Linked DNA regions of Sus scrofa: region 2 is linked to region 1. Evidence: chromatin contacts called from public targeted proximity ligation data. All regions are on one chromosome and are shown on one strand. The core of a region is the stretch at or near the end of the contact, and the rest is flanking DNA. Distances in the headings are between cores, read along the strand shown. Region 1 has its middle 200 kb from the start of RBFOX2. Region 2 overlaps LOC110260651 (a long non-coding RNA gene).

The links.
Region 2: a targeted proximity ligation map of skeletal muscle shows a contact between it and region 1, with 3 times the contacts expected there. A contact is called at or near these places in 9 of 47 Hi-C or Micro-C datasets (embryonic fibroblasts, fetal heart ventricle, heart right ventricle and 3 more) and 1 of 2 datasets of targeted methods (skeletal muscle).

What each region holds. Positions count from the first base shown.
Region 1 is chr5:11,602,594-11,608,512 of Sscrofa11.1, forward strand. No RefSeq gene overlaps it. Among named protein-coding and RNA genes, the nearest start is that of RBFOX2, 200 kb to the right of the region's middle.
Region 2 is chr5:11,957,375-11,963,293 of Sscrofa11.1, forward strand. LOC110260651 (a long non-coding RNA gene) reads left to right here. Exons shown (of 2, transcript XR_002343916.1): 2 at 2,181-3,714. Among named protein-coding and RNA genes, the nearest start is that of SYN3, 57 kb to the right of the region's middle.

The DNA of each region.
Region 1 (5,919 bases), core at 873-3,372:
GGAGCACCTATGAGTCTCTGGGAGCTTGGAAGGAGAAATGCTGGGTCTGAAGGGAATTCCAGTCATTTGTGCTAGAGACCAGTATAGCAGAGTAGTTAAGGTGCAATTTTGGGGGGCAAATAGGGCCAGGTCTTTCTTTCCTTTTCTTTTCTTTCTTTCTTTTTTTTTTTTTTTTTTTTTTTTTTTTGCCACATCCATGGCATGTGGAAGTTCCCGGGCCAGGGATCAAACCCAAGCGACAGCAGTGACAATGCTGAGTCCTTAACCCCTAGGCCACCAGGGAGCTCCGGCTGGGTCTTGGACCCTGATTCTCACTCACCAGCTATGAAACACTGGGGCGATCATTTCATCTTTCCAGGTCTCAGTGCCTCTATTGCAGATGGAGCTCAAAACCATCTCTCCTCCATAAAGTTGTTGTAAGCAGTAAGTTAGATAATGTAAGTAAAACGCAACACTGGCCACACAATACTCTCTTACCACAACGTAGTTGCTACGCTTAGTTATACTCTCAGGTTGGGTTAGGAATAGTATTATAGAAAACGATTGTCTCCCTGTTCCTTTCTGGCACCCTGAAGTAGCTACAGGGTGTTTCAATGGTGTAACAGGTGTGGATCTACTTGGCCCATACACTTGGGAGTGCAAAAATGTCTCTTCCTTCCTTTTTCAATATCTGAGCTAAATTTCTTATCTCATTCCATTGGGGATTTTCCAGCTGTCCCCAGGATGGCAGCTAGCCATTGGAGGGGACGCCCCCTGAAGCATGTCCTAGGGAGGGGTGTGATCACCCATCCTCACAGGCCTCTACGTGGTCTTTGTTCACTGCATCATTCGGGATTCAACAGGGGAAACATGACCAGTAGGATATTGAGAGATGTATTGCAAGGAATTGATTTATGCAGTTGTGGGAGCTGGTAGGCATGCCCAGAATCTCTAGGGCAGGTTGTCAGGAAGGCAGGGACTCTCAAACATGAGCTGCAACTGCGGTCCATGGGTGGAATTTCTTCTTCAACGAAGCTTCAGTTCTGCTCTCAAAGCCTTCCCAGGAGTTCCCATTGTGGCTCAGCGGGTTAAGAACCTGACTAGTACCCATGAGGATTCGGGTTCCGTCCCTGGCCTCCCTCAGTGGGTTAAGGATCCTGTGTTGCTGCAAGCTGTGGCACAGGTCACAAACACGAGTGGATGTGGCAGTTGCTGTGGCTGTGGCCTAGGCCTCAGATGCAGCGCTGATTCCAACCCTAGCCTGGGAGCTTCCATATGCCACAGATATGGCCCTTCAAAGGAAAAGACGAAAAGTAAACTGATTGTAGATTAATCATTATCTATGAAATACTTCACACCAACACCTAGTGTTTGATCAACTGAGCCCATAGCCTCCCCTGAGACATAAATCGGACCACAACGGTCATCATTTCAACCTGTGTTCCTCCCGGCCAGCCTCCGGGGGGTGGGGGCCTCAGGCCAGAGGGCCTCCTCACAACCAGCTCCCGGTGAGGAAGAGCGGGCCTGCAGGGCCACCTCGCCTGGACTTGAACCCTGCTCTGCCCTCAGTAGCTGTGGGACATCGGGCAATCACTTAACCTCCCCAAGCCTGACTGTGAAATGGGGCTGATAGCAGTATCTGCCTCATACCGTTGCTGTGCGGATCAAAGGCGCAGGCATATGTGAAAAGTGCTTATAACAGTGGCCCACAGGGAACGGTCAGTAAATAGTCTCTCCTCCTGCTCCCTCCCCGTGCTGGATGCTGGAACTCTGGGGTCTCAGATCTCCAGCTTTCAGAGGGAGCTGTAGATTTCCCTGCCCTGAGCGCCTGGAGAAGGAGACAGTGAAGCACATGGGCCGCTCACCCTCAAACCCTTCCTGGCAGCATCCCCCCCCCCCCCCCGCCCGCGCCGCGCCCCATCCCACCTCGGAAGAAATAGGGGAAACGGATAGGAAACAACCTTTCGGATCCCTGGCCGCTTTACTATGGTTCAGAGGGTAACACAAAGGGAAGCCGTTTCCTCTCCCTCTCATTCAAAAGGTACCGTTTGGACGGGCTTTCCGGGGCTCCCGCGCCTCCTAAGCAGAGCGGAGCCCCAGCACCTCTTTACGCAGCGGGAGGGAGCCGGCAGCCGACGGCCTCTAGGGGGCGCTCCGCCCGCAGGCAGCGCGCGGGCCGCGACTCCAGCATGTGTCCGCACCCCTGCGCGTTCTTGGAAAATGCAAGGAAAACGCGGCGCTCCCAGTAATGAAATGGGTAGGGACCTCCAGAGCTTGCGATTCGGGGTAATACTGCGGTCGCGGTTTCATTTGCATGGACAGCCGAGGGGACGCCGGTCACGTGACCGTCTCGTTTCCTAGCCCGGCTGGGAGTTCTTTGGAGCCAGGCTTGTTCGACCTCTGCCCGCCTCACTTTAGTCCCAGAATAAAAAGGTCTTTAGATTGATCGTGCCTCTCTCCCTTTTTCCTGATGTAGCTTCTTTTGGCCTCTGCAGACCACTCTGTGATGTCTGACTGGAAGGCAGCCCTTGTGAGTCCCCAGGGTCTGATGTTTTCAAGGACTCTGTGGTTAAATCACCCGGGGATCACCAGGCCTTGCCTCTCCGTTAATGAGGCTTAATTTGAGCCGCAGTGACTGACACTGGCCAGGGCAGACTGGAGGGATAGCAGAAGATCGGGATAAAAAAACCAACACCTCTTAGGATTTTGTTAAAAATATTTTCCCCTTTACCAACTCCCCAGCCAGGGCTTTTGGACCAAACTGGTGTCCTCAGATTCCAGCTCTGCCTGGAAGGTCAACAGACAGCCCCTGGTCCCCTGACCCTATGGGCCTTTCAGTGAGTTCATCAGAAACTGCATGCACCTCGGGCCCCAAAGGCCCCCACCATGCATGAAGACAGGGAGGCTGGGGTCAGGGAAGGAGCCTAAGTTTTAGAAACAAGCAAACCTGAGACCAGGGCACCGATCTTGTTTCTGTTTATACACAGGACCCTGGTTAGTTCTTAAGTTCTGTGAGCCTTGGTTTTCCCAACTGTAAAATAAGCAGGTCTGGGGTAGCGGAAATCGGGTCTATTTTGGGGCACATTAAGCTTGATGCCCACTTGACCATCAGCCAAGACTAAAAAGAATACAGATGAAAGTGATGCTTGCTGAGGTAGGAATAATGGTAGGGCAGGGGTGGATAATCAGCACATCCTGACATTTCTACTTCTGGAATATTCCTTCTCCAAATCCTTTCCTCTCCCATCCCGGTTGCTACACTCATTATTCTCTCCTCATCACGTTTCATTCCCTGGCTGGAGTACCTGCCTGCAACCTGGTTCCACTTTCACCTGGCTTCCACATTGCTTCTAGAAGGATCTTTTGAGAACAAAATCTCTTCTCTTGTTCCAATTTGCTGCTGACTGCTCTTTGCTTGCATTAATCAAATGTTTCGTCCTTAGATTCTCTTTGCAATCTTTTTTTTTTTTTTTGTCTTTTTGTCTTTTTGTCTTTTTTAGGGCCGCACCCACGGCATATGGATGTTCCCAGGCTAGGGGTCCAATTGGAGCTGTAGCCGCCAGCCTACACCAGAGCCACAGCAATGCGGGATCTGAGCCACATCTTGGACCTGAATGGTTACTGTATTAGATATTAAAAGTGGAATTCCCTTGTGGCTCAGTGGGTTAAGGATCCAGTATTGTCACTGTAGTGCCTCAGGTCTTGCCATAAACACGGCCCAAAAAAGAGAAAGGAATGAAAAGTAAGAATATTTTAAATACTTTTATATTAATTTTAAAGAAAAGTAGAGGGAGTTCCCATCATGGTTCAGTGGAAACGAATCCGACTAGGAACCATGAGATTGCAGGTTCGATCCCTGGCCTTGCTCAGTGGATTAAAGATCCAGTGTTGCCGTGAGCTGTGGTGTAGGTAGCAGATGCAGCTTTGATTTGACCCCTTGCCTGGGAACCTCCATATGCCGAGGGTGCAGCCCTAAAAAAAAAAAAAAGAATACTCATTACATTTGAATTTTTTTTTTCTGAAAAGATAGCTAAGTTTCCCAAAACAAAAATTAACAGTGAGCAATGTGGCAATTTTCTACAGTTTTGCAAATCTTTTTATTGGCTGGTTTAAATAGAAAACAGCTTGATTCTCATCTTTGCTTCCACAGTCAATCTGTTGCAATATACTGTTGTGGTTGAAGTTTATGAAGAAAATCAGACCTCACACAACTATGTACGTGGAAGAGGAGGAGTATTTTAATAGTCCTTGCAGAAAATTGTGAATATTCACCTTTAATACTACATGAAAATTCAACAAGTGGTAGTTTCTTAAAGGTTAGTTGCAATACGGAATCTGAAATCCTATCAACGGAACTTTCTTACTGTTATGTTAAAATCCACTGATCCTCTCTTGCCTTTTTAATAGGTCTTTTATCCGTGTACCATTCTGTAACATCATGCGTTGGTCCTGTGGAAAATACTGGGTCACTGACTCTGAAACACTGACATATTTCATTACACTATAACGAAAAATGTCATGATTAATATCACCCTTGATATATCACCATGGATCTCACCAGCAAGTTCTGTTACAATCGACACACTGTCAAATCCACACTGTGAAATTTTCAGCATTTTAGTTTTTGCTCAAAAGCTTGAATTTTGTCATTGGCAACAAGTACTGTCAGTTGTTTTGCTTTCAGTGACAAGAGTCACCGCCTTCATTCCAAGATGTCTGCCAAGTATCCAAATCTGAAGAACCACAATTTTTTTTTCAGAACACCAAGTAAAAACGGTGTTCTGTGAAAAACAGCTGGTTTCACCTGCACCTCAAACAATTACGTAAGCGCCTTTCCTAGAGATAACCATGGTATTTTGATGGAACAGAATTGCTGTATGCATATGTCTGACTCCATTACACAGAATTTAGACAGTCATTTGCTCAAGGATCAAGCTGTAATAAAAATAATGATTTTACTGTTTCATCAAGGATATCTGCAAATAAAGCAAGACTATTTTTTGTTTCTTTCTTTTTTTTTTTTTTTTTTTTTTGGTCTTTTTAGGGCCACATCTGCGGCATATGGAAGTTCCCAGGCTAGGGGTCGAATCAGAGTTGCAGCTGCCAGCCTTACCATAGCCACAGCAAAGACAGACCTGAGCCCCACCTGCAACCTATCCCACAGCTTGCAGCAACGCCGGACCCTTAACCTACTGAGCGAGGCCGGGAATCGAACCCACATCCTCATGGATACTAGTTGGGTTCTTACTCACTGAGCCCCAATCTCCAGGTATAAATTTATATATTTGGCAGTGACCACAGCATGCGGAAGTTCTGGGACCAGGAATCAAAACCTCACCACAGATGTGACCCAAGTCACAGCAGAGGCAACGCCAAATCCTTAACCTACTGTGCCACCAGGGATCTCCAAAAAAAATTTTTTTTAATTGCAAGTGCACAGTGGTAAGTGTAGAATGACTACCTGTTGTTTCACATCATTGCATATGTCAACAAGGTTGGGTTTTTTTTAAGCAAATAATGTGTAAGCATTACTATGGTAATACTTTTGACCTCTTGGATGCCTTGAGATGGTTTGGGGAGCACTTTGAGGAATGCTGTCATACAGGATAAGGCCTGAACTTCTTAGTGTGGCCCTGACAGCTCTCCATGGCCTGCCACTGCCAGCCCCATCTCCATCGCATACCTTTCCAGAAGTTCACGCTTCTGCTGGAAAGAGTGGGCTCATTCTGTGGGAGAAGAGACCCAGACCAAGCTGCCTAGCTGCTCCTTTTCTCTCCGAACAGGAAACAAAGTGACATTTTTCATGCTCCCACCATTGGGCCTTTGCTTAAGTTGCTGGCTCTGCCTAGAAGCCCCTTTCCCTTCTAGGGATCTCCTATTCATTCTCCGGGTCTAACTCAAATAGCACCTCCTCTGTGAAGCCTTCTCCTCTCTTTGCAG
Region 2 (5,919 bases), core at 1,982-4,481, 360 kb after region 1:
AAGACAAAAAAGAAAAAAAGAAAAAAATCTACAATATGAAAGGGAGAAGGAGGAGGGGGCAGATCTCACTCTGTGGGGTCCAGTTCTGCTCTGATGAATGTCACAATAACCCACCGGTGTGTGTGCGTGCCTGTGTTGCATGTACGTGATGTGCAGCTGAAGAAAGTTTTGCACGAAGAGACAGCCTGACTTTCCTATTCTGTGCCTTTCTAGTTTCCCTGCCCCGGCTATTTGAAGGCTGTCACAGGGATGGATAATTATAGCCCCCAAACAAAGCTGGTGACTCCAGGTAGCCATAGCAACCGCTAGGTACCGCCAGTTCTGTTGTAGAGATGTGTTAAGTACAAACAGATGCTGGTTCCTTCCTATTAGCTTAAAAGGTAAAACTTAAAAGGTTCATCAACTTCAAAGCCACAGGTTTCCATGAACTTGCCAGTTAATAGGGGTGCCCGCCAAGGGGGTGACAGCTTCATATTAAACACTTGAGTGCTGGTAACAAGTTGTTGAGATTTTAAGGACTCAGGCTGTCCCCAGACAACTCAAGAGGCTGGAGATGAAAGGCTGAGGATTGGGGTTTCGGATTTAGCTTTGCCTCTTAGCAGCCTGGGGGCAGGTGCATAACCTGCCGAGCCTTTGTTTCTGTGCAGCCAGGGGTGATGATCCATCGACTGGCCCTGTGAGACCCTCGGAGTCACTCCGAGGTCCTCAAGAGGGCATCAGCTAGAGGGTGTTTGAAAACGGCATGGCCAGGGCTGAAGATTTAGATCAGAACCTAGTGATGATTTTTTCAGTGGTGTCACCGAAGGGCCACCAGGGCTGTGACCAGTCAGGGCAAGGGGGGCAGGGGGCTGCAGCTCCTGGCTGCCTCCTCCCTTCCTTCTTCTTCTTCTTTTTTTTTTTTTTTTTTTTTTGCCACCCCAAGGCATATGGAGGTTCCAGGTTAGGGGTCAAATCAGAGCTACAGCTGCTGGCCTACATCACAGCCACAGCAATTGGAGATCTGAGCCCTGTCTGCCACCCACACCACAGCTCATGGCAACACCAGATCCTCATTCCATGGAGCAAGGCCAGGGATCGAACCTGCATCCTCAGGGATCCTAGTCGGGTTTGTTGACTGCTGAGCCACGAAGGGAACTCCCCTTCCTCTCTTCCTTCTGCCCTCCCCTTCTCCGCTGCTGGGCTCACCCTCTAGCAAGTAAGAACTGAATCCTCAGCAGATGTTCTCCCAGTTGCCTTGCCCTTTGACCCTAGGCTTGGACAGAGGAGGCCCTCAGTACCAGGCTGGCGAACGAACAAATGAGTGAATGCTAGCCCCCGAGAAAAGCCCCCTGACATTTAGCTACTTATTTTGCTAATGTGTCGTCCACTGTGAAGGCTGGATGGCTTCTGGAGGTTGACCAGCTGGGCCTCCTGGGTTAACATGGAGCCTCACGTGTAATTTTAGAAGTATGTTGTCCAGAAGGGGTGCCTGACTGCAGCCTGTGTGCCTCTGGGCTCTTTGGGTTGTCAGGAATCAGCTGATGCAATAAATAAACGGGGCTCACTCAAGGATACACAAGGGGTCACACAGGAAGTGGCAGCCGGTGGTAATCCTCCAATTGCAATTGGAGCTGACTTCACAGAGACTGGAATGGAGACCCAAGGTTGCGCTGGGTCTTACCCGGTTGGGGGTTCTTACCCAGTGCTGGCCATGAAACCTTCTTTGACCCTGCATTCCCCACCACCCAGCCAACTGCTGCTGGTCACCCCTGTTTCACATTTCAAAGCAGGGATCTGATTAGTGGAGTTAATAGACATTGGCTATTGACGGAGCCCTGCCATTGGCTGCCTTGGGTTAAGTCCTAGCCCGTGTCCAATCAGCTGCAGGTTTACGGGGAGGACAGGACTCAGGGCTGGGGCAGGGCAGTTATCTTTAGCAAGAGCTGTACACTGTGGGGCGGCATAACTGACATGTCTGAAACAGACCCAGGAGGGCCAGGACACCTGCTCATCCTTTCTGAGTCTCATGGTCCACAGCGGCAGGGTGGGATGATGCGCGTGACTTTTCAGGGACCTTGTGGAGACGAGATGTAATTCTGCCCAAGGAGGCACTTCGTAAACTCTTAACGTTCTGTGCAGACCTTGATCAGAGCACTAAATAAACTGTACCCTAAATTCATTTCTCTTACTTATCTCTCCAGGAAACTGAGTTTCTTGAACACCAGGAAGTGTTTTATTTGGTTTTGTGTCCTCAGCAAGTATCACAGTTTCTCACACACACAGTAGGTACTCAGTAACTGTGTGTTGGACAGATGGACAGATGGTGGATGGGTGGGTAGATGGATGAGCGATGGATGATGGGTGGGTGGGTAGATGATGAGTCGGTGGATAAATGATGGACAGATTGATGGATGATAGGTGAGTGGATAGACAGATGAAGCATGGATGGAAGGATGGATGGATAGATGGATGGAAAATAAAGGCCAATCATCCTTCACTTGCCTTCCTTGCAAGGCCATCCCTCTTTTTTTTTTCAATGAACATTTATTCAGTTCAAAATTGGTACACACACTGTGTAAGGCCCAAAGGTTACACAGATGAATAAAACAAAGCTCCTGCCCACATGAAAAGTAAGATGTTCAGGAGCACACATTCAGGGCCTGACTTCCTGGGTTCAAATCCCAAATCTTCCATCAACTAGCTGTGCAACCATGGCAGCTTTCCCTAACTTGCCCTCCATGCGATGGGGGTGACGGCCATTTTTAATCAACCCCATAAGGCTATTGGGGTCTAAAGGAGTCACCAAATGTACAGCGCTTGGAATAGGGCCTGGCACCCGGCAAAGTCTCTGTGCATATTGGCTGCCATGATACTAAGCCAGGAGCTGGTATGGAAACAAAGACATCTAATGTGATGCGGTGAGCAACAGGAACGCACGCAAGCAGATGGAAAGAGCAAGCAATTAATTGTGCCTTGAAGGTTATGACAAGCAAAACTTTTCAGAGGGAAATGTTTGAGCCAGGCCACTAAACCAGGAGTTTTCTGGGTAGGGTGGGAAAATCCAGGCTCCAAGAGGTTATGATTCTGACTGGGTTCACCCAGCTCTAAGCAGAAAACCATCTAGGCCCCTTCCCACTGGAATGACAGGTGAGGGCAGAAGGTGGGCGAAGAGACTCCTACAGGGCCAGCCGGGGTGCCTGCTGTCCAGGCTTAGAAACATGACAGGTCCTCTTGAGAAGGATGACAGCAGGGGGAGTTGGGTTTCAGGCCGTTGGCATTGGCCTCGGTGGTGCCCTTTCTGTTGGCCTCGGAGAGTCCAGACAGTGGCCCAAGCTCCTCCTCACTCTTTCCACCCACACAAACCCACCCCCGTGGCCTGAGTTGTCCTACCTCTCCACAATGGCACCTGCCCCAAAATAGCTTCCATGTGAGGGCTAGAGAAAGGAAAAGATTAGACCCCTGCATGAAAGAGGAGGGGACAGGGGGAGGGGAGAGAGGGAGCGAGCAGCTGTCAACTGATCTCTGTCGGGCATCTGGGAAGGTATAAAACCCCTTTGGTCTGGGCAGCCTCAAACCCCAGCTGTCAGAGCCAGGACGCCCAGTACGCCCGCACTTGCTCTGTTTCTCTTCTGCAGACTGTGCCATGGGGGCTCAGCGACGGGAATGGCAGCTGGTGCTGAACGTCTGGGGGAAGGTGGAGGCTGATGTCGCAGGCCATGGGCAGGAGGTCCTCATCAGGTAAAAGGAAGAGATCCCATTTCCCTTCCCACCGGCTTCCCAAAGTTCAAGGGCATTGACCTGTAAGGTGGAACAATGTTAACAGTGTTCCCTGGGGTTGACCAGTTGGCCGTATTCATCGATTATTTTCTTCATGGTTGTTAAAACCCCTACTTGGTTTTCCTTTGCTTCTACGGGCCAAGATTAGAGTCAGGAAAGGAGAAGGTGTCCATCTCACACCGATGATGGTAGCTGGAAGGAGCTTGACAATCAAACCCTGGATGCCTAGAGCCCATCAAGAGGAATCCTAGAATTACAGACAGAATTAACAAGACCTAAGAGATCTTGTTCAGCCACCTCGCCCAATAGATGAGGACAAAAAGGACCTGAGAGCAGAAGGACAACCCCAGAGTCATTATAGTTTGTAAAATCTCAAGGCTAAACCATTGCCTTCAAGATGAAATATGTAGTTCCAGACCTGGCTGTGCTACCAAAGAGCTGTGTGACCTATGGGAAGGTACACAACCTCTCTGAGCTTCAATTTCTTCTCTTATACAATGGGTGGGGGGGACATCCTTATAGAATGGAAATAAGAATTAGATAAGATGATGTATGTTGGAGTTCCCATCATGGCGCAGTGGCTAACGAATCTGACTAGGAACCATGAGGTTGCAGGTTCGATCCCTGCCCTTGCTCAGTGGTTAAGGATCCGGCATGGCCGTGAGCTGTGGTGTAGGTCGCAGACGCGGCTGGGATCCTGTGTTGCTGTGGCTGTGGTGTAGGCCGGCAGCTACAGCTCCGATTGGACCCCTAGCCTGGGAACCTCCATATGCCGTGGGAGCGGCCCTAGAAAAGGCAAAAAGACCAAAAAAAGAGGGGGGGTATATACACAGTGACATTTCTGCACCTGGAAGGAGACGTGCCCCGGTTGCCACTGGCGAATGGATTATCCTTCACACTTTAATTTACAGATGAATTTCCCCTTCTTGATGAGCCAGAGTAGGTTTTCCTTCCTACTTAGATGCTCTTTCCGTCTCCTTTGGGGAGAACGCCCATTCAGTCCTATAAGCTGTGTTACCTGGAGTTCGAGCCCTTAGCGGTCCATGTCAGAAACACGAGAGCAGACAGTCAAGTTCTTTGCTGAACCTGACTTTATGTCTTTCTCCTCCTATCTCTGTCACTTGGCTTCTGGGGCCGCAGTAGGTCCTGTTGGATTGGACAAAAGACGCCCCCAAAGTTGACATCAATTCCTCAGCCACCCATTTGCTGTGTGACCTTGAAGAAGTCACTACTCCTCTCTGGGTCCTATTTTCCTACTGTGAGTGAAGGGAGAGCCTGCCATGGTCGCTGAGATCCCTGCCTACTCTCTTACTCTGGCATTCTCTGAGTTCGCGATCTGACCTTGCTTTTAGAGGGGAGGCAGAGCCGGGGTGGGAGACCAGTTTGCAGCGCAGGAGTCTTTTCCAAGGTGGTTTGGGGCTGTCAGCCTAAGGCAGTGACTTGGATGTCTTGAGAGAGACGTGGGGTGTTGTGTCATGGGGGAAACGACTCCTCCCCTTCCAGAATGGAGCAGAGAGAACTGCCAGGGGCCAGGGGCCAGGGATGAGACGTGATGCTGGCGGCTGCTGGCCCCTGGAAGGCCCCAGAGACCCCAATGCCCTGTCATGTCTCAGGCTGTAGGACACACAGAAATCACAGCAGCTGGTTCGGCCCTCTTAGTGTTTGGGGTATGGGGACGGGAAAGGGGGATGCTAACTCCTAGGGCTGAAAGTGCCCCTTTGAGACACTCAGCCTGGGCTTTCTCACTCACCTTGAAGAGGTCATTTCTCCCACTCCTCCGATTATACAAGAGGGCAAATTCTGTTCAACTGAGTCTGTTCATAAAACACCGAGGGCTTCATTGCAACTACGTGATCATTACGTTCTAGAACATAAAGCGGGAAGGTCGGCTGGAGATTCTGGCTCCAGGAGGGGGGGTCGCTAAACAGGGAGGAGGCTGCTGAGAGGCCTTCAGACCCCTGCCTTTCCTTCCTTTCTCTCTGTTGTTTATTTCTGCATTGGAACAAACGGTTTTGAGGCATGGAAAAACCACCCCTGGTGGCAGATACTTGTCATATCACTGGGAGGAAACATAGCCCAAGAGCCCCTGCCAGCCAATGGCAGCTACAGACAGGACCCCAAATTCCCAATCCTAAGGATGACGATGGCGGTGGTGGGGTTGAT